Linked DNA regions of Hordeum vulgare: region 1 is linked to region 2. Evidence: chromatin contacts called from public Hi-C data. All regions are on one chromosome and are shown on one strand. The core of a region is the stretch at or near the end of the contact, and the rest is flanking DNA. Distances in the headings are between cores, read along the strand shown. Region 1 holds the start of LOC123446750 (transcription factor bHLH18-like). Region 2 has its middle 21 kb from the start of LOC123449238.

The links. A called contact is a pair of places that touch in the nucleus more often than the background predicts.
Region 1: a Hi-C map of seedling shows a contact between it and region 2, with 2.5 times the contacts expected there. The contact joins the promoter of LOC123446750 here to the enhancer-like site in region 2. A contact is called at or near these places in 3 of 6 Hi-C or Micro-C datasets (leaf and seedling).

What each region holds. Positions count from the first base shown.
Region 1 is chr4H:518,718,937-518,722,755 of MorexV3_pseudomolecules_assembly, reverse strand. LOC123446750 (transcription factor bHLH18-like) reads left to right here and starts at 1,357. Exons shown (of 4, transcript XM_045123295.1): 1 at 1,357-1,401; 2 at 1,503-1,537; 3 at 1,634-2,101; 4 at 2,190-2,597. The coding sequence starts at 1,505. The coding sequence ends at 2,597.
Region 2 is chr4H:518,609,171-518,612,997 of MorexV3_pseudomolecules_assembly, reverse strand. No RefSeq gene overlaps it. Among protein-coding and RNA genes, the nearest start is that of LOC123449238, 21 kb to the right of the region's middle. Within about 2 kb of position 1,282, at least 3 of the 3 cell types and tissues checked have open chromatin away from gene starts, as enhancers often do. A contact at or near this core is called in leaf and seedling, where this site is marked.

The DNA.
Region 1 (3,819 bases), core at 108-2,607, 110 kb before region 2:
ATCTAGGTAAACAAATTGCATCATAATGGCATAAGCAACCAAGTTGCTCCGGGCAGCAATGTTAGCCAGCCGAAAGGGGGCACCAAAGCTTAAGCTTGCTGTTTCTTTTAGAAGTAGTATTGTCAGATGTTTAATATCGAGTTATATATATAATAGGAGCATGATGACGTGATTCCTAATTACCACATGATTGTGGTTTCAAGAAGATCGGTTTGACCATGAAGATGATGCACCCTATAGGCTATACCAGTGAAAATGAGAATGACACCTGAATGAAAAATACACAGTTCATGGACCCTGGTGCCATTTACCAAAACTCCAAAATGTAAGCGTGCAGGTGAAACATTTTACATTTACAAGGTTAGGTACCCACTGTCCAACATCAATTTTATTGCCTCACCTGAGATGGCACCTGGGTCAGATTTGCTGGCTTTTGCATGTGGATCAGACCAAATATTCCAAGTTGCGCAAGCAAACACATGCTGTGTAATCTAGTGGCTTAACGCCTTAACCTCGTTGATAGGATCAAGGCAGTACAGGTGAGCCATCTGTCCTCTTCTCGGGCCCTCTTCAGGCTTGGACTTTCCAGCCAGTTGGTCAGGAACAGTTGTCTTCTATTTGCACTTTGATTTGAAGCTACTTTCTTGGGATTTGCTCCTGTAATCTAAAAAGCTTGCAGGTTCAGCATAAAGAAGGCAGCGCCATTATCGCGTGGATCTCCTAACCAATTGACAAAACGATACGACATTAGCATATATATCATTATCATATGCACACTAGTGGAGTTTCATAAACTGTACTTGCCCTCCAACACCAAATGAACAGGTCCCTCCAGAACTGTCGCCATCGCTTCAACCTACTGTGCACATCCTTCACAAAAGTGTCCCGATCACTCCAACAACAAATCAAATCACCCGATCATTCCACAAACAAACACGCACACGCACGCACTGATTCGGTAGAACTACCAATCCATGCAGCAATGTAACAATTGCTAAACTTATTTGCAGTTGTGGTGTACTTTCTAGTGATGAAACTGACCTCGTCAGGCAAGCATGCATGCACGCTTTCTATCCGACTGTCACTGTCGTCGAACCTACTGAATCTTCAGACAGGTCTTGTTTACAAACCAATTTCAGATAACAAATCCTCTGGGTGGAATTAAGATAGCAACAGATCTTGAGAGATCGGAGCTGTGATGTCAACACTAACGCGTACGGTGGAGCAGACCAAACGTGCAAGTACCTTGACCTTATCTGCGAGTGCATGGAGCACGTGAACGAGCGCCTTCTTCCCAACAGCACCGGCGGGAAGTTCACACCACTATATATGCCTGTTTCTGTTTGTACACACGACAGCAAAGTCAAGAAAGAAGAGCAGAGAAGAGAACAGAGGTTTCAGGTATGTCTTCACCACAAATTCTACTTCTCTATAAGCTTGGTGCTCCTCTGCGCTTTGTGAGGAGTATATGTTTAACTATCAAGCTCTTCTTGTGTGGGCAGTGATGGAGCAACCAAACCAATGGCTCACGCAGACGGTAAGCGCATTTGGTCCTAATTACCTGTGGCATCTGAAAGTTAACATGCTGTGAATTTGAGGTAGTATAAGCTCTTCTTGCAATGGCTGGTTTCAGGAACAGGAGGAGCTCGCGTACATGTACCAGCAAGAAGGGGTTCCCGTGCCCGGCATGGACCAGCAGTTCGCAGAGCCACCGCTACCTGGCCATCAAGAGCAGTACTACACGTCGCCGATGGCGACCCCGTCGTTCCATACATCTCGCAGCTCCAATTTCGCGAGCTTTGGAGGCTCGTCGTCATTGCCGAACCTGCCGTTCGGTTCGGCGACGGTGAAGAACGAACTGGGGCAGCCGCCATCGTCGAACTTCCTCTCCTTCGGCGCCGGCCAGGCTGGCACCCTGAACTTCTCCGGAGGCGCCTGGCAGCACGACGGCGTCGAAGGGACGATGCAGCTGCAGGCGCCGGAGAGGCGGAGCAGGGCGCCGGCGAACGCGCAAGAGCACGTCATCGCCGAGCGCAAGCGGCGGGAGAAGCTGCAGCAGCAGTTCGTGTCCTTGGCCACCATCGTCCCCGGCCTCAAGAAGGTGCGTGACAAGGAAACGTGGCTGCATTCATGCGGTCACCAACTACCCGCGGCACGATTAATTAGTTACCCTTCGCCATTGTTTTCAGACGGACAAGATCTCTCTGCTGGGGAGCACCATCGAGTACGTGAAGGAGCTGGAAGACAAGGTGAGGGCCCTGGAGGAGCAAGGCTCGCGGAGGTCGTCGGAGTCCACCACCGTCTTCGAGAGCAAGTGCCGCATATCCGCCGCCGACAACGACGCAGCAGGACCCAGCGGATCCGGGGACGCCGAGGAGTCGAGCCCGGCCGTCGAGGCCAGCATCCGGGGGCACACGGCGCTCCTGAAAATCTGCTGCAAGGAGAGGAGAGGGGTGCTGGTGATGGTCCTCTCCGAGCTCGAGAACCAGGGCCTCTCCATCATAAACACCAACGTCGTCCCGTTCACCGACTCCTGCCTCAACATCACCATCACGGCCAAGGCAAGGCATCTCTCCGTTGTGCAAATGCGGCTGTAACTTGCAAGAAAATAAGCTGCCGTTCTCACTATAATTCTAATGCATGATCAGAAGATTGACGTGTTCAGTTTTGTGCAGATCGAAGAGGGATTTTCGTCCGCGGCTGAGCTCGTGAGGAACCTGACCGTGGCACTCAGAAGTTTCAACTGAAAGCAGAATGGAATCGATTTGTACAGATCTTTAGGCATTTCCCCCTTCTACTTTAACAACATGAGCACGAATGCCGGCCTTCTTTAAAAAAACAGGAAGATGACCCCAGGCCTCTGCATGAATGCCGGCCTTCTAGGGAAAACCATTTTTAATTTCTGAGTGTGTTCACGGTGTCCATTTCTTCTAGTGTTGTGTGAAGTCTGTAACCGTTTATGTGACTAACCAGATCTCCGAGTACTCTAATTTCGTGTTCTAATCTATTCTATTGACTAAAATAATCCACATACGATGAATGTTCTAACCTGGATTCCCTGCGGAAACAAATGTTCTAATCTGAAAGAAAGAAAAACATAAATGAATGTCGACACTTCTAAATTCGTATATACCGCTCATAACGCGAGTTAAGACGAAATTGCTCTTGATCCTGACCTCACATGCTCTTCGGTGAACTGTAAAATTCAAAACATAGTAAAAAATTCAGAAAAAAACTGACTTTTTTTGTGATAAATATTGATGAATGTTTCAACTGGTTGTAAAATTTTGTGATGAAATGGCATTCCTGGAGGTATGGGCAGAAAAATCGATGTTTCAAAATGCTTCCAACAATAGTTTTTCCGGAGCGTTGTTTTTTTTCACACCTCCATGAATGCCATTTTGTCACAAAAATTTGCACAAAAGTGGAGAATTCATCAACGTTTATAAAAAATACTTTTTATAAAACTTTCTGTTCATCAGGATGCATTTGAGTGCGGACCAAAAACTACATGCCCGAGTTAAGCAAGCTCCACCTAAAGTGCTTCTGCTACTGTGCGGGGCCAATTGGTGGCACATGTTTCCTTTTTCCTTTTTTTTGCTTGTTCAATCTTTATTTTTCTTTAATTTTTTCCATGTTTTCTTTCTTCTAGTTTTTATTTATTTTGAAAAGTCTATTATAAAGTAAACGCACACATACACTAGATTGGATCGGAGTCGTGAAGTTTTAAGATTGATGAAGTCATACGCTTCACTATCGACAGGAACAACAATTCTTACAAAAACAATACTCTGCATTAATGAGACACCAATATGTTAA
Region 2 (3,827 bases), core at 33-2,532:
AAATATAATCTAAAGGGAACGCCAACAGCACGACATGTAGCGGCAAACAAAAACGCGCCAAGTGACGACGCTTGAGAATGATCCTTGAAATGCTTCCGAAAGAGCGCTCCTCAAAGAGTTGCCCTCCTACTTCTCGCATTACACGAGATAAGAGGTTTCTCTCGTTGAAGAGCGTGCAAGCTGGACCATCCCACGAGCACGAGCTATATTTACAACAAGTTATTATGAAAATGTGGATCATATACATAACAAATATTGAACTAGTATTTTTAAAAATAATTAACATTATATAAAAATGTTAAACAACTATTTCAATATTTTTGAACAAGTATTCAAAAACTATTGTATAAGCATTTAAAAAAATGTTCAGCGTGTATATTATGTTAAACAAGTACTCCCTCCGTTCCAAAATAAGTGTCTCAACTTTGTACTAGCTCTAGTACAAAGTTGTACTAAGCTTGAGACAGTTATTTTGGGACGGAGGGAGTATTTGTGTAAACGTTGAACGAATCTTCGAAACAATATTGATCATCTATATAAAAATATTGAACAAGTATTTGAAAAAACATTGATCATGTATATAAGAATATAAAATGAAAAACAAAAAGAAACGAAGAAAAAACAAATAAATGAAAAAATTGGTGACTAAAAAAAATTAAGGTAAGTAAAACAAAAACGAAAAAACACACACAGAGAAAACCAGCTCCGATCGCCTCTAGTTGTGGACCTCCTATTCGGCGCCTTCAGCGCCGGTTAGGGAAACCGGCGCCTGCAGCGCTCCTCCAAATGGGCTGGCCCATGTAAAAAATGCATTGGTCAATAAAAATTTGAAAAAAGTTCACAGAAGTTCAAAAAGTTCAGATTTGCAACAAAAATCAATTATTACGTAAAAGTTCAGCGATTTTTGAAAAATATGTACATGGATTTTCAAAACAATTACAGAAATCCAAAAAAAATCATTGATTTTGAAAAAAGTTCATCAATTTTTAAAAACAGTTTACTGATTTTGAAAAAAGTTCATCAAATTTTAAGAACAGTTCACTGAATTTGAAAAAAGTTCATGAATTTTAAATTATGTTCATCGATTTTCAAAAATATTCACGAATTTCCAGAAAACAAATCATCGATTTTCAAAAAAGTGCACCGATTTAAAAAAATCACGGGCTAAAACAGTTCACGGGCTAAAAAAAAGTTCACAAAAAATCCCTACATGGGCCGGCCCATTGTGGAGCGCTGCAGGCACCGGTTATCAAAATTTGCCTTTAACCGACGCCTGTGGAGCTAAATAGGGCTTTCCCTCTAGTTGGTCCCGATGTAAGTGGAAGCGTACACTGCAGGAAAAGGCCGAAGCCCAAATCGTGCATGTTTCCCCAGTCCAAAAACCATATTGGAGACTTATTGCGTCAAGTATCTTCCCAAACAAACAACAGTGTGCGAACTTGTCCGTTCCATTTTCAATGACTTTGTCTGCTTATGCAAGGGATAAATGTGCTTGCCTCTTCTTTCTCTTATGTTTTTGTTCTGCTTTTCCGTGGTTTTATTTCCCTCAATTTCTGTTTTCCTTTTTCAATATTTGTAAAAGAAATCATTTTAAATTTCATGTACATCTTCAAATTTATAAAAATGTGAAGTACCCCGAGCATTTTTAGAAGTCTGGGATTATTTATTGAAATAAATATTTTTATAAAATTAGATAATATAAGTAAATTTGTGATCATCTAAAAAGTTTCTGCATTTTCCCCAGAAACATACGCATTTTCTTAAATGAAAGACAAATTTTTGATGTTGTGAACATTTTTTTAGTCAATAAAAATTTTAAACTCATAGACATTATTACAACCATGAACATTCTAGAAATTCTGCAATTTTTTCTAAATTCTATGAAGTTTCCTAAAAAATATTAATATTTTTTAGGATGCTTGAATATTTTTTGTCTATCAGCTCATTTTTTCATTTTTATTAAAATCAGTTTAGAAAGTAAATGAGAAAACCGGACCCAAAAAATCAAAAGAAACCAACCAACCTGATGACAGATCATAGGAATAAATGCATGAACACATGCGCTAAGGCGCGCTCTCTAAAAAAGACTGAACTAGGTCACATAAGAACGCACAAGCATGTGTGCTTGATGGGCATTTTACGCTATATGTGTGAAATAAGAGGCGGTCTCGCTATCCCAACATATGCGAGGAATGGTAAATGTATATATTGTCATAAAGTTAGAGAGACGGCCCAATTACGTGGTCTTGGCAGATCAGTGGCTATGTTGTCGAATCCCAGCGCCTCGTCTCGCATCGGTAGGAAGGAAGGCACCGAATGCACTTGTTTTCTTAACGTACAAGAGAACTGAGCCTTCCTTTCTAACATGTTATTCAAGAGCCTGCTATTAGCACCAGCGTGGAGCAGTGAGCGCTAACTTTCCTCGGATATTTTTTTCCTCACGATAAGCGCCTTCATAAGTGCTCAACAGTTATTTTGGACAGCTTGAAAAATAAGCTGCCTCTTCTTAGCTTAACAAATAAGCAGCATTATAAGTTTTGTGTGACTTATAATTTAGTTATCACATAACTATCTTAGAAGCTCCATTGAATAAGAAAGGCGGCTTATTTTTTAGGCTTCCAAAAGAACTAGACCTAAATAGCGAGTGTTCTAGGCAGGCCAGCTTAAGGGTATACCCGAAGAGCCTATTCCTATTAGTTTTGGAAACCTTCTAGAAATTTCAGTTTGGTTTTCATGTTTTACTTTTTTATTAAGTTTTTATTTTTTATAGAAAATGTAAACTTTCTTTTTTTGGCGCGATTTCATAAATTTCAAACTACTTAAAAATTCCAAGTTTTTTTAAATATCCATTTCGATTTTTTAATCCGAAACTTTAATTTATTTCTTAGATATTTTTGCCCTTTTCACAAAAATCGAAATATTAAAAAAATCATTTTAAAAAAATGATTGTGTTTTACCAGAAAATGAAACCGTGATCACGTTTTACAAAGATGTTCACATTTTTCCAGAAAAGTGTCCTTAATTTTTCAGGAAATTTAAATAATTTTTAAAATATATTCGCATTCAAAAATATGTAAATTGATTTTTTTTCTTAGAAAAATCAGTGGCAACAGTACCCAGCTTGCTTCATCAGCGAATCCTATTTAGTGCCACAGACGCCGGTTTATAGGCAAATTTGCTAACCGGCGCCTGCAGCTCATTAGCTGGGCTCCGCCCATCTTCTGCTTTTCTTCTGGAGTGACAATATGCTAACCGGCGCCTGCAGCACGTTAGCTGGGATCGGCCCATCTTCTGCTTTCTTTTGGAGTGACAAAAGAAAACATAGGTCACCTGGGAATCGAACCGGCGATCTGCCGGTCGACAGTGGGACCGAGTAACCACGCCACCGTCCGGATTCAGTTCTCAAGGTAATGCTTCACACATTCTTTTGTCTTCTCTCTTACGTCTTTTTCTTTTTTCCTTTTTATTTCTTTCACTTTTTAACATTTTCGTGTTTGTTTTTATCCATCTTTGTTTTTAATTGTAGGAACTTTTTTTAAAATTTGTGATTTTTGTAATTATGATGAACTATTTTTTGATAAATTATGATGAACTTTTTCCAAAATTAATGAATTTTTTTATATATAAGTCAATGATTTTTTCAAAAAAATCAATGATCTTTTTTTTAAATCGGTGAACTTTTTTCAAATACCATGATTTTTTTTAAAGTGACAAACTTTTATCAATTTTATGAACTTTTTTTCAAGAACGTGAATTGCTTTTAAAAATATGTGAACTCATTTCATATTTGAAGAACTTTTTTCAAATGTGATGAACTTTTTTTCAAA